Linked DNA regions of Anas platyrhynchos: region 2 is linked to region 1. Evidence: chromatin contacts called from public Hi-C data. All regions are on one chromosome and are shown on one strand. Each heading gives the region's core, a stretch centred on a gene start, on an enhancer-like site or on the middle of the called end of the contact. The rest is flanking DNA. Distances are from core to core; before and after follow the strand shown.

Evidence for each region. Hi-C and Micro-C count contacts between places; a contact is called where the count stands out from the background.
Region 2: a contact with region 1 is called in a Hi-C map of skeletal muscle, with 4 times the contacts expected there. The contact joins the promoter of PITPNA here to the promoter of RPA1 in region 1. A contact is called at or near these places in 4 of 8 Hi-C or Micro-C datasets (liver, skeletal muscle and subcutaneous adipose tissue).

Annotation. Positions count from the first base shown.
Region 1 is chr20:5,478,179-5,484,508 of IASCAAS_PekinDuck_T2T, forward strand. It overlaps RPA1 (replication protein A1), which reads right to left and starts at 3,914. Exons shown (of 17, transcript XM_027472115.3): 1 at 3,756-3,914; 2 at 3,394-3,441; 3 at 2,858-2,936; 4 at 2,177-2,285; 5 at 1,279-1,367. The coding sequence starts at 3,869. SMYD4 (SET and MYND domain containing 4) reads left to right here and starts at 3,913. Exons shown (of 11, transcript XR_003501329.3): 1 at 3,913-4,111; 2 at 4,187-4,337; 3 at 5,081-5,170; 4 at 5,582-6,330.
Region 2 is chr20:5,608,663-5,615,156 of IASCAAS_PekinDuck_T2T, forward strand. It overlaps PITPNA (phosphatidylinositol transfer protein alpha), which reads left to right and starts at 4,811. Exons shown (of 11, transcript XM_072025935.1): 1 at 4,811-4,949. The coding sequence starts at 4,930. LOC113845614 (a long non-coding RNA gene) reads right to left here and starts at 5,785. Exons shown (of 2, transcript XR_005260248.2): 1 at 5,566-5,785; 2 at 4,358-4,467. SLC43A2 (solute carrier family 43 member 2) reads left to right here. Exons shown (of 14, transcript XM_038165628.2): 14 at 1-730.

The DNA of each region.
Region 1 (6,330 bases), core at 2,664-5,163:
CGCAACAAAAGCTAATTTCAACTTCAGTTAGTAAAGTAGATCTTTAACCAGAATGGCAGCGTACCTACCACCATTTGTCCAAAATATCTTACAGAGAGTTGCTGCCACTAGTTCTTAGTGATAAATTAATTCAATTCCACCAGGAAAAAGACAAATGAAAAAAATCCACTGAAAAAAACTATTTGCTATTAAATGTCAGCCATTATCTGTATGTACGTCAATGTTGGAGATGTTCAAATATTTTCTTTTGAGTGTTTATTATCCTCCCCGTTTTTAAGAAAGAGAACTACAAGAACTGAACATACTTTTGAACATCTCAGGGGGAAAAAATTATACTAATCTGAAAAATGTTTGCCTGACAACTGTAAAGTCAGCACATGAAAATGCAGAATGCAGTTACTTAAGCAAGGGAAAGCAAAAGATTCACGGGAGGTCAGCTTAATGGCCACCCAAAGCATCATCATTTTTCAGATGGCAGTGCAGGACCAGATGCTTAGGGAAGTCTGTATGCTGGCCATGTTTTCCTAACGGTATCTCATCTATCTACTTCGAGCAATATAAGTTTTAGTGCTTCCTGAGCCTAACATTCACACAGAGGATGTATTGTTATGTTTAACAGCCTTTAATGGATTTTTTTTTTTTAAAATCTAATTGCTTTTTGAACCTGTGCCAATTTTTGGCACCTAACTCATGTAGCAGCATGTTCCATAATTTAACTATACACTGTTTGGGGGTGTAGCACAGCCTTTGTTTTAAAACCACTACCTGGTAATATGAGAACTAAAGAGCATCAAGTGAATGCAGAAGAGAAAAAAGAAATTTGTCATTCTTTATTCATCCGCTCCGTGCCATCTTAGTTTTATAGATCATTATTACATCTTCCTCCTGACATTTTCTTCCCAGACAGAAGAAAAACTAACTTACTTGGTTACTCATCACAAAGAGATATTGAACAGCTCTCACATACTTACTGAAACTCTACATAAAGACCACTAACATATAATAAAGACCTGTCAATGCTATCACAGAGTATGGATACTTCTCAATGCCATTTAGAGACTGAAGCTAGAGACAAGGTGCAGAGTTTGTGAAAATATGGACAAACCCTACTTGTTACACAAACAGAAAGGATTTCTGAGATACAGACATTACTGCTGGAGGCATAAGAAAGCTGAACATGCTTGATTGCTTCTTTTTAAAGGCAAAGAAAGACAGCTGAAAGACTATCATAACAGATAGTGTGTTTGGATGAGGTATTTGTTCACAGAGGATACTCACCTTCATTGTACGGCACTGGATTGCCAATATTACCACCAACCATATCAGCAGTTTTTAGAACATCTAAGTCCATCAAGATAACCACTCTCCTACAAACACAAAATAGACAATTACAAAAGGACTTTCGCTCCCTCTGCAAGTTTATCAGACTGAGTATCCTTCCTGCGCAGATACCAGAAGCAACCATTAGGGGCTGCTTCTTTGTACAAGGGAGGTAGAAAACAAAAGCTCTCCACTGTCAGCTTAACCCTCTCGTGATGCACAAGTAGGCTTGGAAAAGCATCGTGTTTCATCAAGGACAGCCGATGGCAGGCTGCATGGGAACACTAAAATGGCTAAAAACAGCATTTCAAGAGTACTGAAACCATGACAGATTTTACAAGAGAATCCGTTCCCTGCCTCAAAAGAAGTTATGTTCCCTCCAGAAAACTGTGGAATAAAAACAGATACAGAACCTCCAATCATGTTCTCCCAGACTTATGCAGCTGTTAGATGATCATTTCACTCAGACCTCTTCTCATTTTACTGTGCCTAATTCGCTTCTCTTAAAGTCTCATAATAGACCAAAGATTTTACAACACCTAAGTGACATGAAATCTTCACTGTTTCTTTACCACATCAGGTAGTTTTTAGTGAGTTGAAAAGAAACCACCACAATTTGGAGTATTCTAATTGTAAGTCTTCAATTACTAAGTCACTTTGCTAGGCACATATACACCTGCTGCAGTCACATCCTTGAAATGCCTGTGCTGTGTATTTTTCCTCCTGCACCCTAAAGACTTATTATTTTCAGATAATCCTAATCAAAAGGATTTGGTCTTTGCTTAGTCACCCAGGACAGAGCACCTGCTAGCACACCTGTCTTTTTGTAGAACCCTACTTGAAGAAATGTACGTACCTTCCATCTTTCAAGCTGTTGACAATGAATCTGTTAACCTGGCAAATACACTGGGCTGATAAGCGTTCCTCTTCCACGAGAGAGTTCAGCTGCGTTGCCAACATGAAGGCTGCAAAAATAGGAGAAATATGATGAAACAATTTACTCATACCAGCCTTAAGTGGATCTACCAAAACCATACACTTTTCCAGCCAGTCTACTAGCATTACATTAGACCTACAATTTGCTTGGTTAACTAGCACATAGAAAACAGTGTAACAGCTAACAAGTCACCAACACTGAACATACACTTAATTGTATTTATTCCCAAACTTCAGAGTGCAATGACAGAATCATTTAGCTTGGAAAAGACCTTTAAGATGATAATATATTAAAGAAATCACACAAAAAAACAAGATAATTACTTTGAAAATCTGTGTTACAAAAACATATAGATCTCTGCACCTCGATTATATGCTAGAGCAAGTTAATTGCTTAAACCTCACAAAAGAAGTTCCAGAGAAGGAATTTTTCTGAGTGTTAAAAAGCAGCTGCACACTTCAGAGTCTGCAGTCCACATTTACACCACATTCTCATCCAATACTTCTTTCATCACTATGCAATGTGACGTTAAACCTGAAACTTCAGCATCATCAGTACTGCCCCGCTTATAAAAATCTCACGGCAGCTTTTCATACTTACAGGACAGCGTGTTAACCCCATCGCTCATCAGCACTCGGTAACGAGGAGGCCCATTTCCTGTAGCAATAGCCCGTGTATTCTATGGAGAAAACAACAGGTCATTATTTCCTGCTCATTTCCTCCGAAGCCTGTCAAAAGCATGAATCGAAACCTTCTAGATATCAGGAGGAAATTCTTTGCTGTCAGAGTGCTGAGGCACTGCAACAGGCTGCCCAGGAAAGATGTGGATGCCTCATCCCTGGAGGTGTCCAAGGCCAGGCTGGATGGGGCTTTGACAACCCGATCTAGGGGGTGGCGTCCTGCCAACGGCAGGGGGTTGGAGTTAGGCAGTTTTTAAGGTCCTTTCCAACCCGAGTCATTCTGTAATTAATAGCCGAAGTGAACTTGCATATCTTGAAAGCAGCTACCAACTGCACAGCTCAAGTCACACAAAACCTATTACTCTAAATGACATCGAGGGCACGTCAGCCACACTGGGCTCCTCAACAAAGCTGACCGCCGACCCGCCAGCAGCAAGAGGCTGCTGGAGTACTCACGATGACTTGCAGCACAGGCTTCGTGACGTTCTCCCCCTGCATGATGGCCTGGAGAGGAGAAAAAGAGAACCTCAGCGAGCTGCCACCGCCACGGTTGCTTCGAGGAGACCCCAAGCGGGGGCAGGCTGCAACCAGAGGGCCCCCCGGAGGCTCTGAGGGCCGGGACCACCTCAGAGCACGGCCCCGCTCCGCTCCCCTCAGGGCCGGGGCCTGCAGCGGGTCCCCGCCACCCGCCCCGAGCCCTCATCCCCAGGCCTCACGCAACCTTCGCACCCCCCCCACAACCCGAACCGAGCCCAGGGGGTCCCAAACGCGTTCCCCCGCCCGGTCCCGGTGCTCGGGGCCGCCCGGGGGCCGCTCACCGCGATGGCGCCCTCGCTGAGGCGCACGCTCATGGTGCCGCCGCTCCCGCCGCGCTCCGCCACCGCCGAATCCTCCCGCCGCTCCGAGCCGCGCTCCCACTTCCGGCGCGTCATGACGTCACCAATCCCAGGTTTCTCTATTGGCTGCCCGGCTCTGTACGGCGGAAGCGCTGCTGGGGTTCTCCACTGGGCGCCGCCATTAAGCGGCGGTGCCGGTGCCTCCCTATGGCGCTGCCGGTGGAGGAATGGCGGCGCTGCGCCGAGCGGTGCCGGGCAGCGCTAGGGCCGGTGCTGAGGGAACGGCTGGAGGCGGCGCCGCTGGGCGAGGCGCTGCGGTTGGGCTGCGGCCTCCTCAGGTGAGCCCCGGGGCTGGAGGGACCGGGATAGGCCGTGCCGTACGGTGCTGAGCCCTCCCCGCGTTGTCCCGGCAGGCCGGGAGCGGAGGAGGCGGCGGCCCTGCAGCGGCTGTGCCTCAGGGCGAGCACCGGCAAGGAGCCCGCGGCCGCTCGCTGGTACCGGCAGGAGGGGAACCGGCGGTTCGGCCGCGGGTGCTATGGGGATGCTGCGCTGCTCTACTCGCAGGTATGGGGCTCGCGGGGTCCCCCCCTCACGGTGTTTGGGGTCCCCCCCCAGGGTTTGGGGTCCCCTCATGCCCCCCTCTACCCTCTGGTATTTGGGGTCCCCTCACGTTCCGTCCCCCTATCAGTATTTGGGGTCCTGTCACATCCCCACTGTCCTCCCCCCGGTATTTGGGGTCCCCTCACACCCCTCTCTGCCCCCCGGTATTTGGAGTCCCCTCGTGTCCCTGCTGTTCCCCCCCCGGTATTTGGGATCTTCTCACACCCCCCTCCACTCTCTGGTATTTGGGGTCCCCTCGCATCCCCCTGCCCCCCCCCCCAGTGTTTGGGGTCCCCTCACACTCCCCTTTGCCCCCCCAGTGTTTGGGGTCCCCTCACGTCATCTCTGTCCCCCCTCGGTGTTTGGGGCCCCCTCATGTCCCTGGTCCCCGCACATCTCTGCTGTCGTCCCCCCCCCCTGGGTATTTGGGGTCCCCTCACATCCCTGCTGTGTCCCCCCCAGTGTTTGGGGTCCCCTCACATCCCTGGTGTTTGGGGTCCCCTCATGTTGAGTCCCCCCTCTATTTGGGGTCCCCTCACCTCGCTGTGTAGGGAATCTCCCCCTGGTGTTTGAAGGGTCTTCCCCCATCTTTGGGGGTTCCCCATGAGGTGGGATCCGGGTGAGGAGGGTCCCGCTGAGGGTGCCCCCTGTGAGGCACACCCCGTGGTGCCCCCCTGTGAGGCAGCACCCTCCGTTCTCCTCCCCAGGCAGCGTCCCATGAGCTCCCCGGCAGCCCCGAGGTGTCCCTGTGCTTCGCCAACCGCTCTGCAGCCCTCTTCCACCTCGGCCACTTTGAGGTAAGAGGTTTTGGGGTGCCCCTGAGGGGTTCCTGAGCGTCCTGGAGCAGGTCTGTGTGTGCAGGGGGAAACAGGACAAAGAAGAGCCCAAACAGCATCTGAGGTGTTGCCCTGCAATGCCTGCACGGGGGGCCTCAGGTGGCTGCTTCTGTAAAGGCCACGGTAACAACTGGTTGTTAAACAAGAGGCTGTGGATCAGGTGAGCTGCTGAAGCTGTGCTCAAAGCTTCCATCATTACTTTCGTGATTTCCTTCTTATGCTCTTAGGAGTCTTTATCTGGCCGCAGATTGGCTATGAACGGGAAATTTGCCAATTAAAAATTTGGTCTTATTAAAAAGCGATGAATCCTCCATGGAGTAAAAGCACACGTGGTTTTCAAGTATGTTTAAAAGGCCTTATCTTTGTTTCTAGGTTTGCTTGGAAGATATTGCCAGGGCTCAGAGTCATGGCTATCCGGACAGACTGCTGCCCAAGGTCTTGCTGCGGAAAGTGGAATGCCTGCTGTGCCTGGGGAGGGTGCAGGATGCTGCAGACGCCCTCGCTGCAGTGGAGAATAAAATTGCTGTGGATGGGATTATGACTGGTGCTGAACACCAGACGCTGCTGAAAAAGTTAAATCAATTGAAGCTTAAAGTACGTGAGAGAGAGAGCTGTCCAGAGCCTGCACGAGAAGCGTGTGGTGATGCTCAAAGAGAGTCAGAGATCTGGGAAGAGAACGACAGTATTTCGGGTGCGTCCTCATCTTTGAGCTTGAAGTTCAATGCAGAGAAAGGACGTCACTTGGTGGCCTCACAGGACATCCTGCCGGGACAGAACCTGTTGAAAGAGGAGGCCTTTGTAAGCGTGCTCTGCCCAGAAGAAGGGGAGAGCCACCTGCTGCAGGACAGCAGTGAAATGGTGTGGGATGCTCAAGTCACTAATGCAGATCTGTATTGCCACCGCTGTCTGAAGCAGCTTTTAGCCTCTGTGCCTTGCCGTGGGTGCAGTTATGCGAAGTACTGCAGCCAAAACTGTGCAGATACGGCGTGGGAGCAATACCACAGGACAGAGTGCTCCTTGGGAGGGCTGCTCCTCACGTTAGGGGTCTTCTGCCACGTTGCTTTAAGGACTGTTCTACTGGCAGGATTTTCAGAGGTTAGCAGGCTTGTGGAGCAGTCCCA
Region 2 (6,494 bases), core at 3,561-6,060, 130 kb after region 1:
TCAGCCTCTGCAACTAGCATTAGCCACTGCACCGCGGGGATCTGTTTGGAGCAGGGCTGTGTGGCGTTGACAATGAGCACCACCATGGGGTGCGTGGCAATGCGAGCACCAGGCTGAGCTAGTGGCTGCGGGGAGGTTGGCAAGGAGGAATAAAACAATTACGAAGATGTAGTGGTGGTGTCTTCTGAACTGGCAGCTATTGCATTACTGCAAAAGCTGGCAGAGGGTAAGTCATTCAACTCCTTTATGTCTGGTTGGAGAAGGACAAGGCTCAATCCCTGCTCTGTTAGCTCTAAGCCGGGGATTAGAAGCATCAGTGCGCTTGGACCGCCCTGTGAGAAATTACCTGGGTACTGGGTGTTAACTCGGTTACTGATGGTTTAAAGCATGCAGATGCTCAGCCCAACCTCGTCTTCACCTTCATAAATTTCAAGCTTGGTGATTTACAGAGCTTCGGAGGACGGCTGGGAGCCCCGCCGGTGCCCTTGGCAGCAGAGGATGACGAGGCAGCTGTGAGGCAGCAGCGCCATCTTGAGTCGCTGCCCTCAGCCGCCCTGCGGGCAGCTCGGTTGCTGCTCCACTCCATGGTACCTTCTAGTCTTCAGTCACTTGTTTTAAAATGACTTGCCACTTGAGTGTTTTACACGTTTGTGGATTATTTTTTTTTAATCTGTTGCCTTTATTAAATGTGTTTGTTCCAAGGCAGCCTTATTGCCTGCTGTCAACACTATGCTGTTCTGAAACTGCTTTTTTTTTTTTTTTTTTTTGTCGGCCTCCAGCTTTGGTGATGATTTACTGACCTTCCCAGCTTTTTACCTTTTGTGATGAGTGATAATTAAGGAAGCAGCATTTTGATTTGATTTCCTGTTCACTTGGAACTGTCTCAAATACATGCCCAGAGACCCACCAGCAGTAGTACAGCTTTCCTAGATTTCCAGAGAGCTTTTTGCAGGTTTCTGCATTCCACATTATTATACTTGCTCCTTCTAAATATTTTGAGATGATTCCTACTCTTGCTCCAAGATACTTGTCACATGAGAATGATGGGTTATGCATTTCTTTATTTTTTTTTTAGTAAGACCTCAGACAGGTGAGTGTCTGAGCCCCAGTCCTCAGCCTTGCAGTATCTTAAAATAGACATCTCTTGGAGAACGTCAGTGTGCTAACTCAGAATCACTTCCACTTCAGTTTCAAAATATTGAACATGATACCTTCCACGCTTCTGTCATGTGAATTCCTGACATAAATATCTCTGCAAAATGGTGGAATACAAGTGGCGTATTTTCATGAAGAAACAGTGGGGATGCTGCTGCCTTTGAAGCGTATGCAGCTAAATTAAACAGAGAGCGCCCTTTTATTCCTACCATCTACCTCCCTACTGCAGTTCTCAGTTCCTGCCCTTTTTAGGGGTGTCCTCTAAGCCAGTTTCATCTGATAAAATATGGGGTAGATGTAATTGTTATCTTTGTGGCTGATGCGCCATGATGTGTAGAAGCTGCCGGTCAGCTCTGAGGAACAGGGCTCATGCCTTTGAGTCACAGTTCCAGGCTCTGTTCTTAGACTGAGAGTAAAGTGTGCCTTTGGCTTGCAGTTAGGAGGACTGGTGGGTACACAATGATGTTTTAGTTGTTTAGGGTTAAAGGGACAAATGGGAATACTTTCTCATGCAGCCCAAAGTCAAACCGTGAAATGTATTGCTGTAGAATGTGGTAGGGAACAAAAGCATTTATTATTTTTATTTTTTTAAAACAAGGGGCTGGTTAAACAATGGTCTGATGCATCCAATAACTCAGGGAGATTTTAAGTTGCTGTAAAAAAAAGAAAGTTACGCCAAGGAAAGATTACTTTCCTGCACACTCAGTCTCTTCAAGAATATGCTAATGGTCAAAGATTGAGAAAATACATGCTGGGTTAGGTGGAACGCTGATCTGATCTCATGGGGTGTGATTTACTCTGATAGTTGTGAGCTAAATTCATTTTAAAAGCAGTCTCAAACTTATCTACAAATCTGTATCTGCATGCTAGATGTGCACATCCTCTACTAATTGTGGCATAACTGCTTAAATGCTGCACCTTCTGCAGGGGTCGGCTTTAAGAAGATAAACAAAGTATTCTGGCTTCAGCCTTTTCTAAATGTTGCCTTGGATGCTGCAGAAACAAACTGTTGAGATGGTCCTGTTAAGCATGATTGTTCAGGGACAGTTTGCCTTGTTTGTTGATGCTTATGGAAATGTAATAATTACATACATTTGGAATGGAAAATAGCATTGCTGCTTTCTAGCCAAGTGATGCAGGACTAAGAAAATTCCCAGTGCACTCTTCTGTGTGCATGAGCAATCCTGTGGAAAAAATAAGTGGGCTACCAAATACTAGAGAGCCACATAAATTAGATCAATAACGAATTTACCTCTATAACTCAAATGTAGGTCAATGTGTTGAAGTAGTTTCATTATTCCTAGATGCTTGAATTGGTAGGGCTTTTCCATGCCCCTTTCCCTATCACTCGTATTAGAAGGGCGAGGAGGTAGTCATGGAAAAAGCCTCACCTCCTCAGTACGAGCATCCCTACCTGAATGTAATGAAGCAGAAACCTAAGCTGTAGGTGCCTGCCATTTGTAGAAACCGTCCATCAGGGATGTTGCTGTGTAAAGGTGATGCATTTAATATTTTTATTATTATTATTATCTTATTTTATTTTATTAGAAAAACTGAATGGGGAAGGAAGGGTGATTGCTTTTTCCTTTCACTAATTTGTCACTACCTAAGTCCCATCAATAATCTACAAAGTACATCAACAAGCAGTGCATGTTGCCATTAAGAGTAGCACAGAATATCTGTGGTGTTTTTTCTGATCAGGACTTGTAACTGTATTCAGTTGCTGACAGAGTATCTGGATCCTTAAGATGTAACTGGACAGGTGTACAAAAATAAGAAAAGAACAAGTCTTGCTGGGAGTCCCACTTAACTGCAACACAGCTACAAGTGAAATGTTTAATGTCCACAACAAAACCTGAGCTCTTCATGCTCTGTCTACAAAGGAAAATTGTAGGATAACGAGATTTTTAACTAAGACAGTAAATCACTAAAATGTTTTAAAGTAAGAAATTTCCCTCTTGATAGTCTGATGGGTTTGGGAAATATGCCACAAAATATAAAGCAGATACTGCAAGGGAAAAAGAAAATCTTCAAGTTTTGTTAAATTTCTGCTTTGAGCATTTTTTTCCCTGCATCTGCAAAGCTCTTGCTATTTCCCTATGTCCCAGTTTAGAAGTGCAAAGTGATTCATAATAGAAAATAATATTACACTAAGGTTACTGATGGGAAGGGCCTGAAAAAAAAACAAACCCAACATTGACAATTAAAAAAAAAAAAAAAAAAAGACGCTCCTGATGACATGTCACCATTATAATCTCTGGAAATAGCTGAAACAATGATGTATTGTGTAGATGCATTCCGACACATTAATTATAAACCCTACAGCTTGTTTTTCTACCTGTGCGGCTCTGCCTGTCTCTGCGCAATCTGTTTTTATCAGGTGTGCTGTGCTCCATGCTGTTGTCCTCTTCCTAGTGCCTGACCCTCTGCAACTTGCTTTTTATTCTTGGAATAATCTCCCCCTTCCTGTTTTTTTTTTAGATGTCCCCCCCTTTCAACCTGACAGCCTCCACTTCTTCCTGTCCCCAAGATTTTTGTTTTGTGGCGTGTTTGTCAAAGCTGAAATGTAAGCGCCCTGTGGCAGGCCAGCATCATCTTTTATGTGTCTGTAAGGTGATGTGCATTCTTGCAGTGCTATCTAAAAATAAATGTGGTATTAAGTTAATCATTAGTTTTCCTTTTGAGGCTGAACATAATAAAAGTATTGCTTGCTTCCTAACAAGACCATGTAAGCCTGAGCGCTTTACGCAGTGCTGTCTGCCAAATTGCTTGGCTGCACTTCGAATGCTTTCTTGTCCTTTTCTTCTCTAGGTAGGAGCTCACAGCCAGAGTTCAATTAATCTTCATCTGAGGAAAAAAAATCTTAATGCATTAGTATTTATTATTATTTTTAATCGAGATAGCTGGCTGAGAAAGAGGTCAAGCTTTATCAAACAGGGTGACCTGGTATCCAGTAGTGACAGATAAATGTGTGTAGCCATAGGTGGGAGCGTTATAGCAGAGGTGGGCTGGGTGTGAGTGAAAAACCCGCACATTTCAGTTATCCACACTCAAGCCTGGTGATGCTGGACGTATGGGGCTTGATTTTCCAGTCAAATAAAGGGGATCCTGGCTCTGTGCGATTGCAGTGATGAAGTAGTACAGCTGCTGCTCTTCAGCTATTTTCCTGCCTTAAACAGAGGTCACTCACACAGAGACCAAAACAGAACCCACGCTTTTTATTTTTTTATTATCATTTCAAGGTATCTTTAGCAATTTCACGTCATCTTCCACGCCAAGCGCACCTCACATCACCGAGGACTCGCCATAAACCTTAAAAAAAAAAACACAAAAAACCACTCCTTGCATCATCCCTTAAATCTCCACATGAACATCACGTCATTTACCAACCCCTTATTACACAAAAAGAGCAGTTTGTAGAGGCCGAACCTCAATAATTAAAAAAAAAAAAAGGGGAGGGGGGGGCGAGAAGCGCTGAGGCGGGAAACCTCCCCCCCCCCCCCCCCCTTTCACCCCCCCCTCACCAAGCCCGCAACGGCCTCCCGCGAGGCGTGCGCGCGCGCCGCCCGCGCGCCGCCGTGACGCAGCCGTTGCCCCGGCAACGCCCCGCCCCCTGCTCCCACCGCCCCGCTCCCCCCCCTCCCCTCCCGGTTCTCCCCCCCCCCCCCCTTTCTCCCTCCCTCCTCTTTTCCTTTCCCCTCCCCTCCCCTCCCCGTCCCGGTGCGGCGCGGAGCGGCCGGGAGGCGCCCGGTACCGTGAGCGGGAGGCGCCGCCATGGTGCTCATCAAGGAATAGTGAGTGCGGGCAGCTCCTTTTCTCTCCCCCCCCCCCCCCTTTTTCCTTTGCTTCTGGCCTCTGAGGAGCGGCGGGGTGCGTTTTGGGGGGGGGGGGGGGAGAAAAATAATAATAATTAAAAAAAAAAAAGGCCCGGTGCCGGTGTGGGAGGGAAGGACGGGCGCGGGGGGCGCTGTGTGAAGGTCACGGAGGCGGCTGTGAGGTGAAGGAGCCCCCCCCCCCCCGCCTCGCAAGGAACCGGAGGCCACAAGCGGGGCCCGGCCTCCCGGTGCTGCTCCCCCGGGCCCGGCGGCGCCTCACGGTGTGTGGGGAGGGCGGTTTAGGGCCTGCTGTGCCCCCCCCCCCCTTCTCTTTTTGGCCTTTCCTTCAGCACCGGCTGGGGCCGGGTGTCCCCCACCCGGGGGGAGCCCTCCTGGGCCGGGCTGCCAGGGCAAGGGGTTGGGGTTTTCCTCACAGGGACGCGATGTCAGGGATTCTGCCCCCATCTAAATGACAAGCTGGGTGTTTTATCGCCCTCGTCCTTTCCTTTAGCCGTGTGGTTTCTAGCTAGGAACTCAACGAGGACTTCAGCGTGGCGGAGAGCTCCGAAATAACGTCTGGGTGCGCAGCCCTCACCTTGGAGTTGGGCGCCGTTGCTGCGGTTGTTCTGGTGGAAGGCAGGCTGCAGGCAGGCCGGCGGATCCGTCCCAGCTGCGTGGAACTATTAGTCACAGCGCTGTGCCCAAGCCTTTTGTTCGGCACCTTTCTGCCTGCTAACGTGGTGTGCTCTTTTGGACCGGTGCACTTTGGTTAGGTGGCTCGGAGCTGGGCGCACCGCTGCACGGCTCAGCCGGCAGCTCTCAAGGCTCGGATGTTCAGTTTACATTTGGTTTCCCTACGTGCATCCTGGCCTTTTAAACTTCTTCAGACTGATAGAAAACACTTATTTCCCCCCTCCCTCTTCTTTTATGGAGGGATTGCTCTGATCCCAATGACAAAGTGGGTTTTCAGGTCTTCTCTCAGACACATATACCTACATGACAGTGTCCTCCTTGTAGCAGTTGCTTTGTCAGATTGTGGATGCGCTTTGGATCTAAGTATTAAAACTCTGAGGAAGGTTGTGCTGATCCTTGTAGTTGTCTTTAAGCTTGAATAACTTCCCCCCCAATCTTTAAACCTGTGCTATTTTTATCCAACAATAGGGGTGTAGAATTTAAGAGCTGGTCACTGTAACACAGAGGCACTGTTACCTTCTGTAGTGCTAAACTGGACAGCAAACAGAAGCACGGGCTGAGCACTTAGTTTCAGATGCATGAAAAGCTAATTAATTTGTTCTTCTATAACATCTATTTCATTGAGATTACCCTATTAATTTAGTTGGTTAATGTACTTTGCTTCTTACAGCACCTGTCTGGTTTATTTCTATTCAAATTCATGTATGTTTCCTGCTTCTACTTTCCAGTGTGTTGCCCTGTACTGCAGTGAAGCTCACTTGCCAGTGAGCTAGGTTGCATACAGAACATCATGTAAAGATGGGAATGTCGGTACTTTAAATTGTCAGACTT